Linked DNA regions of Bombyx mori: region 1 is linked to region 2. A link is a contact called in public Hi-C data. All regions are on one chromosome and are shown on one strand. Each heading gives the region's core, a stretch centred on a gene start, on an enhancer-like site or on the middle of the called end of the contact. The rest is flanking DNA. Distances are from core to core; before and after follow the strand shown. Region 1 overlaps LOC101738176 (ras GTPase-activating protein raskol). Region 2 overlaps LOC101738176 (ras GTPase-activating protein raskol).

The links. Hi-C and Micro-C count contacts between places; a contact is called where the count stands out from the background.
Region 1: a contact with region 2 is called in a Hi-C map of whole pupa, with 1.9 times the contacts expected there. The contact joins two enhancer-like sites. A contact is called at or near these places in 2 of 7 Hi-C or Micro-C datasets (midgut and whole pupa).

What each region holds. Positions count from the first base shown.
Region 1 is chr15:5,253,553-5,259,718 of ASM3026992v2, forward strand. The region is part of intron 4 of LOC101738176 (ras GTPase-activating protein raskol); the gene reads right to left. Among protein-coding and RNA genes, the nearest start is that of LOC134200270, 21 kb to the left of the region's middle. Within about 2 kb of position 2,164, at least 7 of the 8 cell types and tissues checked have open chromatin away from gene starts, as enhancers often do.
Region 2 is chr15:5,185,876-5,193,061 of ASM3026992v2, forward strand. LOC101738176 (ras GTPase-activating protein raskol) reads right to left here. Exons shown (of 19, transcript XM_038015935.2): 5 at 5,500-5,725; 6 at 3,726-3,795; 7 at 2,912-3,039; 8 at 611-754; 9 at 43-188. Among protein-coding and RNA genes, the nearest start is that of LOC101738448, 21 kb to the left of the region's middle. Within about 2 kb of position 2,991, at least 4 of the 8 cell types and tissues checked have open chromatin away from gene starts, as enhancers often do.

The DNA of each region.
Region 1 (6,166 bases), core at 914-3,413, 67 kb after region 2:
CTTTGCAGCAGATATAGACAGACTACTGGTCTTTCTCGATATTATTATTAATTGCGAAAAAAAAAATGGAGTTCGAAGAAAAGGTAAGGAATACTCGAGAATATTACTACGAATTTATAATAAGATTTTTTTTAAATAAGATTTTTACAATGACTATTGTTATTGTTTCTCGCAATCTGACGAGGAAACGTACAAACTTGTTGTGCAAATGCGCAGTAATTAGCTAGAATTTACGTAAGCCCATGGAAACTGTGTCGTGGGAGGCATATTGTTTTGAACTCATATAAAGCTTCTACGATATTACATTTTACATTCATCCCATTGTTTCGTCTTATAATAACAACGCTGCCAAGCGACGATGTCCTTTACAGATTTTTGTAGATACAAAGGCAATTGTTTACCAAAATGGTAGTGTATTTACGAAAAATATTTTTTTATGGCGAGGCTGAGGACTGAGGAACAACAAAAATATCCCATGACGGACAATAATAATAACGGATAATCAAATATATGTCCGTATTTTCATTTGTTTTATACAGAGCTTCTGTTTGACCTTCTTTATAAATATTATTACGGTATAAATTGCTTACAATGATAAACTGAAGATTTGATATTATTGAATGGATTTAGATTATTTGATTTGATAGTATTAGATGTAGATTCAGTGCGATAAAACAAATGCTATGCTTAACATTCTCTCTATTCCTGGAGTAATAAAATTCAGATCTAAGTTCAAAAACAGCAACCTACCACAAAGGTAACGTCAACGTCAATGGGACGTTAAGATAAGCTCGACCTTATTTAGAGGGTCGGTTGCTTTTGATGCGGTCGGCATGTCAAACACAATAGCGTGAATCATATTGTGCTATTTTCCCACAATAATAGTGAAACAACACTATTGTATTTTTTTTTACATTTAGTTTCAAATTGTCCTCGTCCTCTCAAGGAGCAATTTCAAGTTATTGTGTTCACTGAATAAACCAATCGGTACGGATCGGCCCAGCACAATCAAGAGAGTTCCGATTTGAGAAAGGAGTGCGCCAGGGTTGCATCGTCTCGCCCATACTTTTTAACATCTATGGCGAATACATAATGCGCAAAACCCTAGAGGAGTGGGATGGTGGCGTCACAGTTGGGGGCGTAAAGATCTCGAACTTACGATACGCTGATGATACCACATTAGTGGCGTCATCAGAAGAGGAAATGGAGGAGCTGCTGCGACGTCTGGTTATAGTTAGCGAGGAAATGGGACTAAAGATCAACCAGTCCAAAACAAAGATCATGATCGTGGATAAATACGGCACCCTTAACGAGAATAATATTCTTGGCCAATACGACATCGTCAAGACTTTCGTGTACCTCGGCTCGATTATTTCCAATAGAGGTGGATCGGAAACCGAAATAAGGCGACGCATCGGAATGGCCAAATCCGCTATGAGCCAGCTAAACAAAATATGGAGAGATCGAAACATACTCAAGAAAACGAAAGTGCAAATTGTTGAGACGCTCGTTTTCTTAATCTTTTTGTATGGGGCTGAGACCTGGATCTTGAAAGAGTCTGACAGGCGACGCATAGACGCGTTTGAGATGTGGTGCTGGCGGCGCATGTTGCGCATCCCTTGGACGGCTTTCCGGACGAACGCTTCCATCCTCAACGAGCTAAAAGTTGACCAGAGGCTATCCACCAAATGTCTATATAGAGTGCTCCAATACTTTGGTCATATAGCAAGAAAACCCTCTGACAACCTGGAGAGACTCATAGTGACGGGTAAAGTGGATGGAAGACGATCCAGAGGTCGTAGCCGAAAAAGATGGAGTGACCAAGTGTCTGAGTGTCTGGACATGAGACTGAGCCACGCACTTCACTGTGCCACAGACCGACATAAGTGGCTACAAATTACAAAAAAAGGTCACAGGCGGGCGCATCACGATGCTCAGCAATGAGCGATCGACTGAAGGAGGAGGAGGAATAAACCAAGCTTTATGTTGTCAGGTATCGAAATAGTCAATTTCAAACATTGTGTTCTAAAACAAAGTAAACAATTTGTTATCCTTGTATTTTATAACTGGTTAGTATCTCTGAGCTGATTTATTTTGTCGTGAGTAGTTCAAAACGTACTTGTATGAAACGCCATCTATTATCGACTAGTAGTACTACTTACATGCTCGCAACGCGTCCAGAGATGGCGGTAGTGTCGCAGCATTACCTCCTTGCATCGACGCTAGGGCGGCGTAAGTTTCGTGTTCACATGTTAAAACCTCACTGTATTTTCTTTTTCTATGAATTATTGCTTTCCACATATTAAACTTTGGTTTCCTTTCCCTTTGGAGACTCATCACTTTATTTTTTATTCACATATCACAGATCCTTACATCAGTTTTTCATTGTTATTCTCAGGAGTACAAGTTTTCATGAGGTCTCTATTAGATAAATTGGCAAATAAGATCAAGTGTCAATTGAATGGATACAGACAATTGGTGTGTAAATCAACCGCCGTCACTAAATAAAGTGACAAGCAACTAACGGCCTTCATTGAGTATAGGGGTGTATCCCTCGACGACTTCTATCACTGCAAAATACATAAGTGCGACTAAGATTTAGAATAAATTATTTTTTATTGGAAAATCGGTAAATCTACTAATCAGATCAACTGAATTACAATATTAGAAATATCTATTTTCAACAATAAACACTAGCTTTTCCGACACACAATAAAGCATGCCAATGTAACTTTTAAATTGATATTTTGTTCAATAATCATTCGCCTATAACATTGTCGTAAAATGTATAATAGAACATGTTTAAAACTGTTATTTTGATAAACTTTTTAAATCATGGTCAGCGATCAAATAAGTCTTTCCATTACGTATATTCCATACATATATGGAAACTGGGTCGTCTAACAGTGAGTGACACTTGGAAGTCAGGTTATCGCTAAATTGAATAGGGAATATGTTTTCATTAGAAAAATTGATCGTTTTGAAGCAACTTCTCGAAAAATAAACTAGAAATAATTATTTTCGTATACCTAAAAAATTCTTACCCCTTAAAAAACATATTTGCCATGTTCCCAATTTCAAGACGTGAAACACTTTCGAGGGTATTTATTAGAGAGTATTCGAGAGACATTCTTCTGGTTAACATATCCAGGGATTTTCAGTATGGAATTGCTGAAGTCCATGGGCGACGGTAACCACTCACCATCAGGTGGGCCGTATGCTCGTCTGCCTCCAAGGGCAATAAAAAAAAAGTATCTACATTAGAAAAGAACGCCAAATTATCTGGTGAAATATTCGAATAAATAGACTGATTCAAGCGGTTATTTTCTGAATAATCAATAATACAATGAAAACACAACTCTTACATGAAAATCTCATAGATATATTACATGTATACAATACTAACTCTACCTTTAAACATAAAATCATTGATTGAAAGAAAAAATAAACGAAATATAGATTTTCATAGATAGATTTGCTCCGGGCACGAGTCTGAGTTGAGTCTTGAGTTTTAATATCAAGTAGAAATAACTACATATAAAGTTACATTTTATACGCAGTGTGCTTTTTTATTATATAAATATTTATTTAGTTTATTATTATTATTAGTTATTACTGTTGTAAGTCCCATACACATCGCAACTTGAATGCCACTATCCGCTTTAACACGTGAGGTCAAATACAGAAGTGTTTAACTGCTGTCCTACCCTTCAAACCACGAGCATGGCATAAATAGGCAATAGGTAATGAATAATACAGCACCCGTAATTATAAGTTAATTCCTACCATCACCAATTACGCAAATTTGTGACATTTGAAGTTGTATGAAATTAGAAACTAACAATGAATCAGCAAACTGATTCCAATCTTACAATGCGAAATAACCATCAAAATGAATGGTAATTATAAAACAATGAGCAAGTTTAATGTACAACGTTAAATAATTATGAGAAATTCGTGATCTATGAATGAGCCGTAGTTACTCGGTTTTCGTGAAATTATCACACGCTTAGATTGAGCATGAAATTAAATTCATTCATTTGATGTTTTACTAACGTAATAAATATCTTCACATTACGATTATGTCCCATATAAACATGTCAATCTTAAGGTCCATTTATATGCTAAGCCTTTCTGATGATAAAGCCAATTCTTCTTCATTCAGCCAATTTCAGTCGCGACAGAACGTTCGGGTTGAAGGACCCCTCATTATATCACTACAATTAATACTCCAATCTTATTTTACAATGTGGCGACAGGCAGAGGTGTATTCTCATCTCCTAAGAACATGTAGTGGGCCGTGAACTTATACTACCCAACTTCGCCAAAAAAAAAACCCAAGAAAGCATCGATCGATATTAAATGATTGCGCAAATTATTTCAAACGAATCAGAAAATTAAGGTCGTTGTGACCAAAAGGATAAGACGCCCGGTGTTTAAGTACATATACATATTTCGTTATTTTTCTCATGAGTCGTTTGTGCGACAACACTTTAACAGCAATAAATTTAGGAATCTCGATCATTATTTTCTTATTGAACTAAATTTAAAACCTTACTAATTTTTTAATGAATTAATATAATGTTTTCAGATTAAGGCTTTGAATACAAATATTTAAAAAACTAGCGATCCGCCCTCGCTTCGCTTCGGAAACATTAAAACACACATGAAACCAAAAAAAAGAAAAAAGTAGCCTATGTTCATCAGGGACAATGTCGGTTTCTAATGGAAAAAGAATTTTTCAAATCGGTCCAGTAGTTTCGGAGCCTATTCGAAACAAACAAACAAACAAATCTTTCCTCTTTATAATATTAGTATAGAGTATAGATAATTGTTACTTCCCTATTCGTGTAGTTTACCGATATTACCGATTGGACAGCTAAGAGAACCAATGTGTCTATCTTAGAACAAATGTAGATCAAGACAAGACTGCCTACACTCTGCCGCAAACTCGGGTACTTCGGTCATATTGCTCGGAAACTGATAGCCTAGAGAGACTATTCGTGGCAGAGAAGATCGAGGCAAAGAAACCACGCGAACGCAATCTGACAAGATGGTTCGATCAAATCCGCACCACACTAGAGATCCCATTCCACGAAACCCTTCATGCAGCCAATGACCAGAGGAGCTGGAGGGACATTACAAGAAGTAAAATCCTGTCGAACTATAATGGTCACGACCCTCAGCAGTGAGGAAACAACGCGAGAAGGAGGACCGATATGCCCTATCTCATGAACAGTTTTGAAACTCAGGGTCTAATTAATGCTCTTTGGGTCTTGTGTTGTATGTTTTGTGGGGGAGAGTTCTGATATGATGATCGGAAAGGTCACCACCGTTACAATCGCACCGCCTGCCACCAGAGCAGAATTCTTCCTTACCACTTAGAACAACTGCATTGATTATCGCTTTTGATACTTGTCACCGGACTCTGAAATGAACGGTGGTGTTCTAGCGCTTTAATATGCCCTTCTTTAAACGAGATTTGAAAGTAGTCCTCAATGGTAACGGCCTACCATCTGACGGACTCCTCTGCCTATTAGTCCAATAATAAAACTTAGGACAGTCTTGTAATTTCCACTTTGCCTTTTTTATTGTCCATGTAGGCAGACGAGCATACGACGTCCATGGACTTTAATGCCAGAAGCAGAGCCAAGCCGCTGCCTAGCTTCGTACTAAAAAATTTTTAATTTTTAAAAAACTCTATTTCTAATCGATTTGTAAGATATTTGTGATATATATTATGTTTGCATAAAATTATCGTTTTCTAATCATTACGAAATATCACATTGCAAATAAAATCTCAAATTACCAATACACACACACGCACAGTATTATAGCTTCTTCTATAAATATTGTTGGCACAGTGAAATACGATACCAATACATAATACATACTTAATTATTCTTGTAGTTTTTGCAAACAAAATTTTCGATGCTAAAATTTCTGTCATGTAATAGTTTTGAGTAATACAACAACTGCTTGAATTCGTATTTATTTTAAATTTAACATTATGAGTTACTTAAATACGAAATGAGATCATATATGTACCTAAACATTTAAACATTAAGGCAGTTGGTATAAAATAGCAATACTTACACATTAAATATTACAGTTGGCTTATGCCCAAAATCAATATTGTCATTAACTAAATAGCATTTGTTTTTAA
Region 2 (7,186 bases), core at 1,741-4,240:
TCTTTAGTATGTAGTTCTGGTGTATATCCGTGGTGTACTCACCGACAAGAGCGTGCTTGTCTCGTTTCCGGCTGCGTCGTTCCGGCTCGCGGTACACGTTCACGTGTATCGCGCGCACGGCCGGCAGACCGCTGAACTCGTACACTTCGCCCCAGAAACACAACTCGGTCTTCAGCTTTGACGATGACCTGGAGACATAGAAACGCGTTCCAGTCAGAAAGAGTTTACAGCAAAAAATAAAAGGTTGTCTGTAAAGTCGATTTACGGAAGATACTTTTACGTGATAATGTCAGTAGCAGAACTATTCGAACTGTGTATGTGAGATAAATGTGTCGATCGTGCCTCTCTATCGCTTGTTCCGCGCTCTCGCTTGCAAGTTCAGGCTCAGGCGGAACGTGACACTTTTTGGTGCGTGCAACCGATGTTCATCGATAATAAGACGATGCAAAAAAAAAAAAAAATTCCGAAGATGTTTCCTCGTTCCGTAAGCTTTGTTGTTAATAATACCAATACTAAAATAAAATATCAAATGAAATAAATGTAAATCTTAAGTTATCAGTGAATAGGGTTGAATTTAGATAATTAGGCGTACATTAGTAGTATTAAATACCTTGCATATAATGTTTCATCGAGCATGATCTCGCAGTAATACCGCTTCTTCGGTGGTATGGCCTTGGCTTCCAACAACCACAGCTTGACAGTCCGCTCGCACCGTCGCGTCCGCATCTCGTCCGGTCGGGCCGCTTGTCGCAAACTGAAGTAGACAATATTGATTTTTAACTTCACTGATAATATTTATACTAATATATAAATCTACAGTGGTTTTTCGGATGTTCCGTTATACCTACTGAACCATGCATCCGATTGACTTGAAACTTGGTATTCATGTAGAAAATATATGTACTTAATGGATAGGCTAATATTTATATGAGTGTTGGACTCCCTACACCAGTTGCGGGGCATTAATGTTGAGAATCTTTGTGGGGTTGAGAAATAATAATGTTAATTTTAAATGCCCAGCGAAGCGGACGGGTACAGCTAGTAATATAATAAATTTAATTGGATTATTTTATTGTTTAGCGATTTAGTGATCGCAATCTGGTATTAACTGGTTATCGTAGTTCACGAACGTGGAGTCCAAGTGAATGCATTAATCCATGTTAAGACACATTGACAGAATCTGCAAACTAGAAAGCCTTATCGCTTGAAGTTAGAAAGAAATGGTGGTAGCTATCTGTGACGGTTCACAATATGCCATAACATCAGTAAATACCGTCTCTCTAGTAAATTCCTTAGGCGCCTAACAAATACAGGAAGCGATTGGATGTTGCAAATTTATGTCATTCCCCATGGGTGAATGGCTCTTTTGTTTAAGCAACATTTTCAATAATGTGCGACATTAATCTTTTTACTTAACTTAACTTTTATGGCTCTCCTGAAAAAATCCAAAAATGTCGCATAAATCGAAAAGCCTTTCTTTCACCCCTCGATATAATAATTTTTAGTGGATCATGATCTAATCGAGTCTGATATTGTTTATATTTTAAAACACTTGAAGAAAACAAACCCCTTGAATGTACATAAATTGTTTCCATGAACAATGAGTATCCAATGATAATTGTTATAAACAAACAATAAGTATATGTGACGCACGTTAATCTTCATCACATTATATTAATAACTAACTATCTGAAGGCTATTTCTAAAAATATAGTTATGAATGAACTTTAGAATTTTAATAGTTGACTTCCTTTTATGACATAAACAATACAATTTTTAGTTTATTCTGATGTGAATTACTATACTAGGGAATCTCGATACTGCTAATGGCTTTTATTAAATTCACATATTTATAAATAAGGCATCCCACATGTCGTACCCCAACCGACTTTCCTTACTATAAAATATTAGGACGACATTCGTGACAGGTTTTGATTTCAGAAAAAAAAAACACTAATATTTAAATTGCTTTCGTAACATAGACATTTTCCACTGTCTTCAATTTGTGAAATACACCAGTTTCTTAGAACTACAGGCGCGTCTTTGTGTTTGTCGTAGGTATATAGATGGTGAATTAAAACATTCCTAATTGTACCAACAATAACGGTACCGAGTTTGAATTCAATGGGTTAAAACATGCGCTAATGCATAAATTACGAACACATTCAACATTACTTTTAATATGTCGCATGTATTACGATCATCGAATAATTTCACTCTTATAGTATTAGTTAGCTGTTATTATGAATTACAGTGTAAATCAACGAGTACTGAGTCATGGGCTCGTTCAATTACTACTTTTGTCTCTCAGTAAAACAGTCGCGAGATCGCAGCGATAACAATTATTTAAAAATAAATCTTAAGATTTAATAAAACTAATATTTTTAACAAAATATGTAAAAAAAGTATTGTATTGATTGTAAAAAAAACTAACAAAATACGCTTTAATAGAAAATCCAACTAAAAATAGAAAATAAACTTTAATAATTTTGAATTAAAAATAGTGTAAGAAAAAATTATTTTATTATTGTTTTTTAGTTGAATTTTCCATAAAAGTGTATTTTGTTAGTTTTTTTAAAGTATTGCTTATTTTTCATTTTTAGTTGAATTTCAATTTTTTTAATTTTTTTAATAAATATCGAATTGTCATCGGTCCTTAATAAGTATACCGAATTTCGAGTTAATCCGACGTTTTGAAGGGAGTCAAAATCATGTTCAAAGATTCCATACTAACATACATACGTCTGGAGCTGGAGCTAATAAAAGCGTATTAAAAAAATCTTACTAGGTATTTAATAATCGCAAGATTTCTTTAATGATAAAATTCTAAAATTAAATTTAACCAATGTTAACGTGGCGAGATATTGTATGAACTGAAAAAAAAACAAGATTTTCGAGTTAAAACAACTACCTGTATATCCACCGGTCTCGCTCCTTTCTGGAAGCACAAGCGAAGTATCGAGGTGCGCGGTTCTCTGCGCTCAGCGCGAAGCAATGCGCTCTGCCCAGTACTGACGAATGAAGCGCGCGTATTTCAACCTACAAATAGTAAAATTACATTATATATTTTTAATGTTGCCAAAGCAATCTCTATGGTTCATAGATAAAGGCAATTTTAGTGTTGAAAAAGAATGCGCGTTAAGTCTTTGGAAACTTTTTTTTTTCCTACCTAAGCTGATAGATAGCCTTGAGAGGCTATTTCAGCGTTACCTTAACTAGTAGGTGAGCTCACGGGGCTCAAACCTGACGACGTTGCTAACACGAACCCTAGCAAGAGCCGTGCTTCGCAGAATCTACCACCTAATCGGAAACGCGGCCCACTGAGAAGATCCGACGAGAAACTCAGTGGGCTGAATGGAAACTCAATGATCTCAAGCTAAATGAATGTTGTTAAATTTATTCAATCAATTAAATTATAATTCGACAATACTATACGCCATTACTTTATTTAAGCAATAAATACCTATCGGAAGCAATTTTGAATCTTTTATTTACTTCGTTACTTTCATGATATGCACATTTTAAAAGCAAAAATGAACTTGTTATTGTAACGATAAAATGAATTCATAAAAATACTTCGTAATACAGGATGTGAGATAATATCGAGCGTACTATTTAGAACGAGTTTTTTTTTATCAAAAACTAAATTACGAGTCAATAGTTATTAACATAGCACAAACTGGTTTTAATTTAGGAGTATTATGTAGTATTTATTAATATGGTACCTGATTCGGAGGGCCTAGGTCCATTGTAGAAACGGCGGGAGAGTGAGCAGATAACAGACTTTCGTGAGATCTGAGAATAAAAAAAATACATAATTTTTTAAGCAACATGTTGTAAGAAAACGTCGTAGATAAGGTTGTATTCTAAATATATCGATAATCAGAAAACCAATCGATTTCTCTCAAGAATAAATATAACTTTCTAAATACATTATTGTGTTCTGCTACTCTCTATGTTACATTAGTTCTACGAAAACAATCAACTTAGTAAAGGATTCGTAAAGTATCGTGTGCAATAATTAACTGACAGTTACTACACAGGTAGTCCATTCAAAGTTAATTTATTTTATTTGAACGAAGCTTCGTGTTTGCCGAGTGAGGGGAGTAATTAAGAACACACTGTAAATGAAGGCGAACGAGGAGGGGCGACACTCCTGCGAATTATGACAACACCGTCGGGTCTTGATAACGTTATGCAGTCACGACACCTTGTTAAATACATTAGACACTCGGCACACAGCCACAGGTCAATTTAAAGACACCCACATTTCATTACAAGTTTCAGTGCTAATATCATCGCTGTTTGTAAATCGGTAGTATATTGGTGACTCTTTTGATTCTTCGTTGACTTTTGAGTAGGCTAATACAAATCAAAATGACTGGATTATGAACTTTAGAAAAACCTTTCTATTGAAAACAGAGAGACAATCTCGCCAGTTTTTCTTTGCATAGATAATGACAGGAATTGTTTAGATAATAATTACGGTATTGGATGTTTATTGCTTGCTTTTTTTTGTCAAATGAGCTCCATCGATTGATACTTTGGGCACATTAATTTGGCAATAATGTTTTTCTAACATCACAAAAGTAGTGCGCTGTTCTAATAATAATGAAAGGCTGTCCATCTTGTTCATTCGGCCGATTATCTGTGCTCATATTGTAGAAAAACAATTAGAAAGTGAACTTACTGCTTAGTGTTTTTGTTCACTATGGATTGTTGACCCCGTTTTCACGGTGGCTAAATAAGTGACTAATTTCGTATAATTGCTACAAAATTAATGTCCTTTAGTACAATAACTACAAGCAATTGTAAATCCTTCAAGCTAATTTAAATAATATTCGTGTTTGATAATAGAAAAGGTTTTTGTTTGAAATTGCTAATTGAAAATATTACTAATAACAGGCATTGGGTTTAACATTTATTAAACCTTGCCAACAAACTAAGCTTCGAATCAACCAGAAACACAAGAATGTTTTTTTCTAAATAATATTATGTACGTAACAACATATTTATAAGGTATTCTATACCTAATCTACTCATCTAAAAGATGAAACAGGTCTACATTACTGGGTGGTTTTACTGGTGGTAGGACCTCTTGTGAGTCGGCACGGGCAGGTACTACCGCCCTGCCTATTTCTGCCGTGAAGCAGTAATGCGTTTCGGTTTGAAGGGTGGGGCAACCGTTGCACTATACTGAGACCTTAGAACTTATATCTCAAGGTGTGTGGCGCATTTACGTTGTAGATGTCTACGGGCTCCAGTAACCACTTAACACCAGGTGGGCTGTGAGCTAGTCCACACGTCTAAGTAATAAAAATAAAAAAAGAGTTATCGCTACAGATTTGGTCAATACCTGTGTAGAGCTTAAAATTGTCTACACAATTTTAATAACCTGTCTTCGCGTATTGGACATATAGTCTTACATTACATTAATCTTAAGACCGCAAAGGGTTTATAAATTAAAGTTAATAATAATTTTTAATAACTAGTTTATACCTGGACGTCCGCAGCGCGTGTGTAGGCGGATGCGTTGGTACGGCAGCCAGAGCTCGCTCTTTTTCCAGTTTCGTTGCTGATTTTGTTCTTTTCAACGGATTGTTGCGGAAGGAACGCTTCGAAAAGAAAAACGAAGCTAATCGGGACGGACTGTGCTGCGCCTGTGCTCCTGGGACCGGTGTGTTTGGCGCAGAGCCTCGCCGACATGCTTTCTCGTACGACGTATCTGGAAACAAAACACAATCTATGTACACAATATACGCTTCTAGCTATTGGAATTGAAAATGCTTAAAAATGTCTTCATTTCACTGGTATTAAGTGGTTACTGGAGCCCATAGACATCTATGACGTAAATGCGCCACCCACTTTGAGATATAGGTTCTAAAGTCTCAGTATAGTTACAACGGCTGCCCCACCCTTCAAACCGAAACGCATTACTGCTTCACGGCAGAAATAGGCAGGGTGGTGGTACCTACCCGTGCGGACTCACAAGAGGTCCTACCACCAGTAAATAAGTTTAATATGTTTTTGACCTTGGAATAAAAATGGTTTCATACGCGTCTTGTGACACTAAAACATTATATCAATATAGTCACACAAATATATAACGTGATATGTGATCGACATAAAGATGTGAAGTGCAACGAGTATGGCGTGAGTTTCCGGCGGAAGTTGCGTTCAAGCCCATGACCGCCAGCTGTTATGTTTCGAACATTTTTAAAAACATTATGGAATACTTATATATTTTTCCATCATCATACGCATGCATTGTTATTTAAAATCCAAATATTTGATTCACATGATCAAATTGAAATAAGTTATCAACATATTTACTTTAAAAAAAAAACTTGTGAATGATCACATTCATTGTATTTGTACTAACGCTTCTCTAAATTTCTAAATCTATATATTAATACGTGAAGCAAAAACTTTGTATCCCTTTTTACGAAAATTGCGCGGACGGAGGAGTATGATATTTTCCACACTTATAGAGAATATCGAGAAGAAGTGCACAATGCTAATATTTTTTTTAAATAATGCCTTAAATATACATTAAATCAATAAAGAAAACATTACACACACTACATACCATGTATTTGACGCACACATGCATGCATAATATTTATTGTCAAACTTTTGTTCTTGACGTCTGTTGTCAAATTGAGATAGATTAAATATTGTTTGTCTTTATTAATATTTTTTATAGTGTAGTCTTGGCGAAATTTGTGATTATTGAAGTATAAAATACAATCATAATAGTGTACAAACTTACAATTCCAATTAATTATAGTCGAATTTCGACTACTGCGGGACCTCTAGTCACAATAAAACCGGTATGTTTAAACCCGTTATCGTATCGTTTGATTATTACATAAACCAACATAATACGAGTATTAACTTGATGTGAACGACACATCGTGAGAACATAACAGATTTTATAACACAACCGTTGTTATCGGTTCAATAACAGTTAGGACTTGAATTGAACGCAACACTTTTAGCATCGGTGATGTCGCAGCTGATTCGGCAGCCAGAAGAGCGGGAGTAGCAACACGCGCTCGTGTTGACTGTTTACTTGCACGTAAATCATAATTTCTGCGACCCAGAACCAGCGGTGGATTTACACTAAGGCAGTCGGGACAGGTGCCCAGAGCGGCAATTTTTTTAGGGCGGCAAATTTTTGAAA